Regions from separate parts of the Mus musculus genome. Here regions 1 and 3 are each linked to region 2. A link is a contact called in public promoter capture Hi-C data. All regions are on one chromosome and are shown on one strand. The core of a region is the stretch at or near the end of the contact, and the rest is flanking DNA. Distances in the headings are between cores, read along the strand shown. Region 1 holds the start of Ddx24 (DEAD box helicase 24). Region 2 holds the start of Papola (poly (A) polymerase alpha). Region 3 holds the start of Hhipl1 (hedgehog interacting protein-like 1).

Evidence for each region. Promoter capture Hi-C pulls out the DNA fragments that hold promoters and counts their contacts. Capture Hi-C pulls out chosen DNA fragments and counts their contacts.
Region 1: a promoter capture Hi-C map of liver shows a contact between it and region 2, with 2.6 times the contacts expected there. The contact joins the promoter of Ddx24 here to the promoter of Papola in region 2. A contact is called at or near these places in 4 of 39 promoter capture datasets (the 3T3-L1 cell line, cranial neural crest, liver and 1 more) and 2 of 9 other capture datasets (adipose tissue and liver).
Region 3: a contact with region 2 is called in a promoter capture Hi-C map of liver, with 5 times the contacts expected there. The contact joins the promoter of Hhipl1 here to the promoter of Papola in region 2. A contact is called at or near these places in 7 of 39 promoter capture datasets (cranial neural crest, frontonasal cranial neural crest, hippocampal neurons and 3 more) and 1 of 115 datasets of contacts at active chromatin or transcription factors (large pre-B cells).

The regions. Positions count from the first base shown.
Region 1 is chr12:103,424,389-103,427,445 of GRCm38.p6, reverse strand. It overlaps Ddx24 (DEAD box helicase 24), which reads left to right and starts at 1,599. Exons shown (of 9, transcript NM_020494.4): 1 at 1,599-1,667; 2 at 2,849-3,057. The coding sequence starts at 2,854.
Region 2 is chr12:105,783,445-105,786,175 of GRCm38.p6, reverse strand. It overlaps Papola (poly (A) polymerase alpha), which reads right to left and starts at 1,479. Exons shown (of 22, transcript NM_011112.4): 1 at 1,262-1,479. The coding sequence starts at 1,269.
Region 3 is chr12:108,304,786-108,307,608 of GRCm38.p6, reverse strand. It overlaps Hhipl1 (hedgehog interacting protein-like 1), which reads right to left and starts at 1,339. Exons shown (of 9, transcript NM_001044380.1): 1 at 926-1,339. The coding sequence starts at 1,198.

The sequences.
Region 1 (3,057 bases), core at 350-2,849, 2.4 Mb after region 2:
TTTTCTTGTACCTTTTAAGAAATGCTTATTTTGGTTTATTGCCCATTTTGTAAGCATATCCTTTTACAATTGAGTTTCTGAATTCTGTATTTCCTGCTTTATTAACCACATTCAGATGTGTAGTTTGTAGGATTTCCTTTACTCTTTTTTAAAAAAGATTTATTTTATTTCATGTATATGAGTACACTTAGCTGTACAATTGTTTGTGAGCTTTCATGTGGTTGTTAGGAATTGAATTTTTTTTAGGACTCCTGCTTGCTCTGGTCAACTCCCCTTGCTTTGCTTGCTCCCTCCCAAAGGTTTATTATTATAAATAAGTACACTGTGGCTGTCTTCAGACATGCCAGAAGCAGGCGTCAGATCTCATTACCAGTGTTTGTGGGCCACCATGTGGCTGCTTGAATTTGAACTCAGGACCTTAGGATGAGCAGTCAGTGCGCTACCTGCTGAGCCATCTCACCAGCCCCTCCTTTATTCTTTTTAACAAGATATCTCTTTTACGTTTTTAGGTGTATGTCTGTGCACCACGTGTTTGCAGCACCCACTGAGGCCAGAAGGGGGCATCAGATCCTCTGGTCAGGAATTATGGATGGTTGTGAGTTGCTATATGGGTGCTGGGAACTGAACACAGATCCCTCGGAAGAGCAGTCTGTGCTTGTAACCACTGAGCCAACTCTCCAGCCCGCCTTTTTTCCCCTCTCTATTCAGGGTGGTGTGCGGAAGCATTTTTGTTTTCATAAAAATTTCATGCATCTCTTTTTGCTCTTGTCTATCCTTTTGGCGTCTTGGTGAAAGTCCCTTGCCAATGACAACACTCTGTTATCTAATTCAGTGTTAGGTGTGTATCTCATAATGCTGACACGGAAAAAAAAAAACTGATCTAAGTTAAGATATAAAAGAATACATTTTCAGGTCTTCGGAGATGGCTCAGTGGGAAGCGTGCTTCCATATGCATGGAAGACTAGTTTATTTATTTTTTTAATTTATATGAGTACATTGCAGCTGTCTTCAGACACACTAGAAGAATACATTGGATCCTATTATAGATGGTTGTGAGCCACCATGTGGTTGCTGGGAATTGAACTCAGGACCTCTGGAAGAGCAGTCAGTGCTCTTAACCTCTGAGCCATCTATACAGCCTCTAAGACTAGTTTAAATCTCCAGCACAAACATCAAAAAACAATCAAACTAAACAGGCAAATGTATCGTGACCAGCTCTGTGCAGTAGGAAAGGCACTACGAACTGGAGAACATGGCTCTTTCAACCCAGGGTTAGGTGGTTTATAAATTAGGTAAGGAAATGTTTTAAGGCTCCAGGTAGTCAGTTACTCATGCATGTGGGACAGCTACTGCACACAAACCAGACAGCGATTACCCGGGCGCTTGCGCTCCCTAGCGTCCAGGAAGGAGCTCCGAAACATTGCCTAAACCATAAACAGGAAGCGTAACCTAGGCCACACAGGGCCCGCCCCCCAGCTCAGTCCTCCGAGTTCCAGCCAAAGTCCTGAGAGAGTGCCAATCAGATAGACGCTTCCGCACAGAGGCGGAACTTCCTTCCTTAGCGCGCACGCGTGCCCGGAGCTCCGCCCCGGAACTGCAGTACTGAAGCTGCTGCAGTTCCGGGTCGGGTTGGCGCAAACGGCCCGGCGTGTGAGGTGACTGCGGCGGTGAGTGCTCTTTGTGGGTTCGGAGCGGAGCAGGCCCTGGCCGGCTGCGGAGGGGCTCCCCGGTGTCTTCGAAGCATCGTGGCTCACCGGTGTCCCCACAACCTTGGTTGCCGGTGGCTCATGCTTTGCTGTGGGCATCAAGGCCCGGCAACCTCCCTTGAAGCCCTCGTGGGACTCTGGCAGAAGGCACAGGTCACTCCCCCGCGCCCTATTTCTAGTGACGTTCCCTTCACCTTGTCAAGGTGGGGCCGAGGTGCGGCGGGGGTCGGGGGGTCGCCGTGCGTCCCATGCCATCCTCACAGACGCCATGTTAAGCGGTTTTTGACGTGCGTCACTATTTCGTATTCAGATGAGGACCCAGTGCGATAAATATCTCATTATCCTCAATTTGTAGATAAGGAGACTGAGGCACAGAGATGTGCAGCAAACACCGAGCAGGATCCAGATTTGAATCGAGTTTTGCCTTACTCTCTCCACAATGTCCCTTTTCATTTAGAGAGGACCCATGTAGCGCCACTTCCACACAGATGAGTCGTGCATACTCAGACTTTAAAGACAGGGTCTTGTGTAGCCAAGGCTGGCTTTGAGCTCCTGATCTTCCATCTCCATTCCTGAGGGCAGGATACCGGCTATGTACGGTTTTACGCAGTGCTAGGGGGGGTGGAACCTAGGACTTGACGTGTTTCAACCTATCTGGCCAAGGCCAAGATGATGGAAATGGCACTTGTCTTGTTCTACCAGGGAAAAAAGCACGCCGTATCTCAGATTCTTACTCCGTGTTCAAAATGGCTTATCAAGCCTCTTTTGATACTTATTTTGTGTACAGTGTAAAATTAGTTATTATTAGATATTATCACACCCTTCTCATTTAGAAAGATTGTAACACTAAATTCTGAGAGGAGGTGGGTGGGTGGGGGTTGCATACAAAGTAAGTGTTGGAGCTAGGATCCTAACCAGAGATAGCTCATGTGTCCTTTACTGCCTGTGTCCCCTCTGCTCCAAGCCAAACTACCTATTCTGTGGGTGTGTTTCATTTTCTGGATTTGAGCATCTCCTCTATGTAAGTTAAGCCATCTCTGTGTCCTTGGCTGTTTGCAGGGTCTAGTACGTTTTAGGAAAGCGTGTGTTGCCCTAGAGCCTGTACCCCACAGTCACTAACCCAGAAGAACATTTCTTTTCAGCAACCATGAAGGTGAAGGAGACAAACTCAAAGCCAAAGTTGGCAAGCCGTGGCACGTTCCAGAGGAAGGGCATCAAGATTGTGGGGAAATGGAAGCAAGTGACGATCGACCCGAATCTGTTTGCAGATGGACAGATGGATGACCTGGTGTGCTTTGAAGAGCTGACAGATTACCGTTTAGTCAAGAATCCCTCCCGTTTGTTCTCAAGT
Region 2 (2,731 bases), core at 230-2,729:
CATGTGCATGTCCATCTGTCTTGGCTCCATTTTTTTAAACCTAAAGGAAATAGACTGAAGAACTTCAAGCATAGACCTGGACATGTGCGGTGCTCATGCAGCCTCCTTGTACCGTTCCACTTTCAGAAGTGCACTGAAATAAAAACTGCAGGAAACCTGTACTCTCCCTCCTACCTTCACTCCCAGACACAAGATAACATTTCTAATCCGAAGCCTTCCCTTTAGAGTGTGCAACCATATCTTTTTTTAAGCACTGATGTATCAGAAAAAAGTCTGGATGAGCTAATACAAGGTCATCATGTGACAACACCTCACTCACTCACATCTACTTGAACCCCACTGAAAAACACCAAACATCTTTATAGATTCTATTCTCGTGCTCCTTTACCCTTGTTCCATGAATAAGGAGTCAAAGGGAACTTTGTGGTTAATTAAGCCCAACAAATGTTATCACTACAGAAATACAGCTGACAGGTCTCTGGACTAAACATCAGGGTCGAGTAAAGCTAGCAAGCTAGTGTGTGAGAAAGAAAAGCGCATGAAATCCATTTTTAAATTAGTAAGTACAACCCTAGATCTGTCACATTGAGGCTACGTCCAAAACTGCCTCTCTTGTTTGGAAGAAAAGCAGTCGCACGACCTAAAGCCTTTTCGCCAAGATAGGTTAGTTGGAACATAAAACCCTCATCTACTTTCGAATCCCAACAACCGGTTTCCAAATATCTTTCTTAGGAGAAAAGGGGGGAGGGGGGAAATTAAGTAAAGAAAAATCACGGTCAAGTGTGTAAAGTAGACCTAGCGACATTAGAAGGCCTAAGTGAATTAGCTCAAAGCGTACACTCGCAATCACAACACAAGTGACCCAAGGGCGGGAGCGATCAGGTAGCGCGCCGAAGCCAGGTTGCCTAGTCACAACAAAGCAGGGACGGCGCCGCCCCGCAGCCCGCCGTTCCGGAAGCTGCCCCCGGGCCGCCAGCGCGGCCTGCTCCCTCCCGGCCCCGGTTCCTCACCCGCTCCGAGGGAAGCGGAAGTGGGGAACTAGGGGGCTGGACGGCGCCATGGTGAAACCGGGACAGGAAGGAACCCGGGAGCCGCGGCCCGCCAGTCCGCGCCGGGCGCCGTTCCGCTTGGGGATCCTGCGGGGGCCCCGCGCCCGAGGGGCCGGAAGCCGCGGCCCGGGGCGCCCGTGCGCCTCCCCTCCCCCTCCGCCACCCCCGGGGCCCGGCCGGCGTGCGCCTCACTCAGCACGCCAATCACTTACAACGGCATCGTCTCCGGCGCCGGCACCGCCCAGTCACTTCCCCCCCGCGACCGCTGCCGTCCTGGGCATGATCCACCGAGGCGGGAAGGACGGCAGCCTACCTCAGCCCCGGGGCCAACCCAGTCCTGCACCCGTGCCCCGCCGCTTTAAGCGCTTCTCCTCCTTCCCCTTCGTCCTAACATGGCGCCCGAGCGCTACCACAGCAACGTTCTAGAACCGCTGACGCCGCCACGCACACCGAGCGCGCGCCTGCGCGCGCGCTGCGCGACGCCGCAAGACCTGACGGGAAATGTAGTTCTCGGCGTGAAGCGGCGCTTCTCCCCCTCCCCCCCCCCCCCCCCCCCCCCGGTGATCTCACGCTTTCGTGGTAGAGCGTGGGATGGGTGCGGGAGGCTCCGAGCGAGAGGCTGTAGTTCATTCGCTTGGCGACGCCGTCCTGGCGAATGAGAGTGACGCAGCCGTGGCAGCGATGAGAAGGGGGCGCGGCCCAAGCGGGCGCCACGTGCGGGGCAGCCCAAGCGCGGGGGATGCCTGGAACCGAGAGCTGTTCGGTGCCAGTTGCACCTCCGCTGCGTGGGAGAACTGCTTTTTAAACATCGATGTGAGTGAGGACTTAAATGTGTTAGAGCCCAGTACAGAGCCTGTCCCAGAAGTGTGGCCGTGGATCCCCTCCCCTGACGATGACCCTCTGCATCTGTGTTGCCCAGACCTGTGCTTCTCATGCCAAATGTGCAGGGCAGGGGATTCCGGACCAAGGCAATAATTTAATAAAATTGACAGTAACCTTTGGGGTTTTGGCGGGTTTTTTGTTGTTGTTGTTGTTGTTGTTCTTGTTTGTTTTATAAGACAGGCTCCCATGAAGCTACTAGCCCTTAGTTTCTGATCCTCCTGCCTCCACCTCCTGAGTGTTGACATTACAGGTGTGAAACACCACTACCAATTTTATGTGATAGATTGGAATATACTTCTGGGTGTGACTATGACCTTGTCTCTGTGCTGAAGAGTTAATGCAGTTGGGCAGGTGAAGTTCGGGTTACTGGACCATACTCAGAAAAAGGAGCCATTCCTAGTATGCTGGGTTCATCTTAAGATAATGTATTTTTCCTTCCTAAAATTTCCAGCCCCTGGCACACTTCTTACGGGGTTTGGCTGGGTACACTCACCATTCTGTTCTGAGTAATCATTAGAAAGGCCCAACTATTCCTTTTCCTTCTCATAGCTTCTTGAAAGAAGCTTTTGGCCGGGCGTGGTGGCGCACGCCTTTAATCCCAGCACTCGGGAGGCAGAGGCAGGCGGATTTCTGAGTTCGAGGCCAGCCTGGTCTACAAAGTGAGTGCCAGGACAGCCAGGGCTACACAGAGAAACCCTGTCTCGAAAAACCAAAAAAAAAAAAAAAAAAAAAAAGAAAGAAGCTTTTGGAGGTCCCCTGCACTTAGGGCTTCCTTTCACTCCTAAAGCTCCCTCCCCATC
Region 3 (2,823 bases), core at 90-2,589, 2.5 Mb before region 2:
CAGGCAGGATACTCCGCATCGACATAAGGGAAGCGATAGTTCAGCGTGGATCGAAGTAAGGGCTTCACTATCAGAGGAGAGATGAGAGTAACTCATCTGGGGAGAGACTCTACCAGGTGAGGAGACCAGTAGCTGAAAAGAAAGGTGGGTGCTTTAAGCATCCTGGCCCTGAGGAATGGGCTCTCAGACTACTCCTTTCAGTCTGCCTGTGGAAGAGTCCTCATCGGAATAAGCAGTCCCCAGACTGCTGACAAAGTCATGCCTCAGATTTGGCTACATATCTTCCCATCCTGCCTTCCTAGACTTAGCAAAGACTTCATCCTGGTACCTGACAGAGATAGGACTCTCTGCAGTGGGGCACTGGAGGAGGGGGGAGGGGGCGGGAGCTTCCAGGGTGTCCCAGAGAATAGGAGTCTTGAGTCTCTAAGAGGAACTGAGGCTCCTAAAAGGCCCAACATCAGCAGGGCAGTGGTGTTGCCTCTGTCTCCCAGCACTTGGGAGACAGAGGCAGGCGGATTTCTGAGTTCAAGGCCAGCCTGGTCTACAGAGTGAGTTCCAGGACAGCCAGGGCTACACAGAGAAACCCTGTCTCGAGGGAAAAAAAAAAAAAAAGCCCAACATCTTTGCAAAGCAAATGAATGACAAGAGCTAGCTAGCCAGGTCTTCCCGCCTGATACCAAGTCACTCCCTCTTGGACCCCCCAAGCTCCAAAGTCTGGTACCCGCTCCCGACCCTTGCCCCTGTGGTTGCCATCACCTCCAAAGTTCAGGATCCATTCCTAAGTCTCATGCCTGTAGGGTCGTCATTCCCCTCCAAGTCTGGGACCCACTCCTGAGTATCGCCCTTCTGGGGATGCCATTCCTGCTCCGCCCCCGCCCCCGCCGCCAGCGACTAGTGTTCCACGTGCCTCCGTGCACCCGCTCACCTGGCACAGCAGGTCCAGAGCGTAGCCGGCACACGTCGCCCACACCCCGGCATCCATGCGGGTCTCCAGGACCCGGAAGCGCCGGGCCAGCGCCGCGTCCTGCTCCGCGGTGCAGCAGCCGAAGGCGGAGTACTGCGCGCAGAAGCTCAGCGGCTGCGGCGGCCGGAAGGGCGGCCTGAAGTCCAAGCACTGCGGGTGCGCGGCGGCCAGCAGAGCGCGCAGAACCAGCAGCGCCCCGGGCCCGATCCGGGCCACAGCCCTCCGTCCCGCCATTCTCCTGGCAGTCTGCAGAAATAGCAGCCAAAGGCCGGCCAGCCAGCCCCGCCGATGCGCCCCCCAGGAGCCACTGGCCGCGCCCTGAGCGCCCGCCTCCAGCCTTGCTTGCACCCTCCCGGGAGATCACCGGGAAACCGGTGGATTCGCCCTACAGGCCTAGGGTCCAGGGACTCCCCTCGCTGGAGGTCACCTCTGCTTGGGAGCACTCTGCAGGATTGGAGGATCACGGCACTCTGCAGCTCCCCTCTGCGGGCAGCCCCCTCCTTCTGGCCCCAGCCTTTCCAAACCTGGCGTCTGGGAAGCCCCGGTTGCCCAGTTTCACAGTTCCACTTCTCTCAGGTGCTCGCTAGCCGCCAAGTAGACGAAACCCCAAAGCCCAAGTCAGGGACTCCTAGGTCCCACCTCCCACTGAGCCAGACAGGATCTTTAGCAGTGTTTAAATGTGGAGGTGTGGCATAAAAGACAGGTGGTGTTGCCTGGGACCTCACAAGAAGTGAAGCATGAGCCTGGGGGTGGGAGGGAACAGGCGCAACCGCACAGTCAGTCCATCTTTGGCCCTGCCAGGGCTTCTGTCCTCCCCTGGCCGTGGAACTCTCTACCCGTAGCCCAGAACCCGTGGGGTTCTGTGGGAAGCCCTAATGGGTGTGTCTCCTAGATGGTTGTTCGTCCGTCATCTCTCCTCCTGCATCTCTTGTCTCAACTTTACCCCAAGAGTGAACATAGACACTATCCCATGGGCTCAGAATTCCACCATGTCAAAGCCCCTAGCACTTGTCTATGAAGACCCCAGAACCGGCTTCTTCCTGGAATACTCTTTCCATCAGTTCTGTCACGCACACTCCCACGTGGCCTTCACATGATACCCACTTGCTGCTGTCTCTTTGAACAGCCCTGTATCAGTCAGTCTGCCACAGTTGCTGAGTGCGGTTGGGGTTGCTTAGATTCCACAGGGCTGTGGTTGGAGCCTGAAATGGGGTAGGGGTGGGGGCCAGCTATGAGTCAAAGTCCCCATATAAGAGCAAACATCTCATCTCTAAGTCTTTAAGGGCAAGCACGTGTAACTGACGTCAAGGATGAGAATCCACATGGGACGATGAGACAGCACGGAGTTTTGTAGTTGCAGCAGTTGGTCCACAAAGTCCCTGAATGGTTGGAGGTGGTTAGAAAAGCTATGGCCAACCGCTGCAGCTGGACCCTCGAGGGGGGAGAGGGGGAGACAGGGAGATGGCACTGTCAGATAGTTGGGGACAGACAGCAGGGGAAGAACATCCCACTCCATCCTCCTCCCCATTCCAGGCAGTGTTTATTATAGGCTTAACCGATCATAGCTGAATGGGAGTCTGAAAAGCCTTAGCTCGGGAGTTGAGTGACTACACAAAGTGCCAGGCAACAGTAGAGCCCCTGGTCACTGTGTCCTTGTCCCAGACTGGTAGCCAGATTAAGGTACCGGTAGCAGACCATTTGGGAAAATTCTTGGAGGCTAGATGTGCATAAGAGTGAGAAACCAGGGGTGTCACAGTCTTGGGGTTAAGCTCTTGCAAGTTTACCTCCAGGAACCCTGCCAGGGTCTCAGAGAAGGGCCAACAAAGCCCCCTGATGGTTCTGGTGGGCAGAGGGAAGCG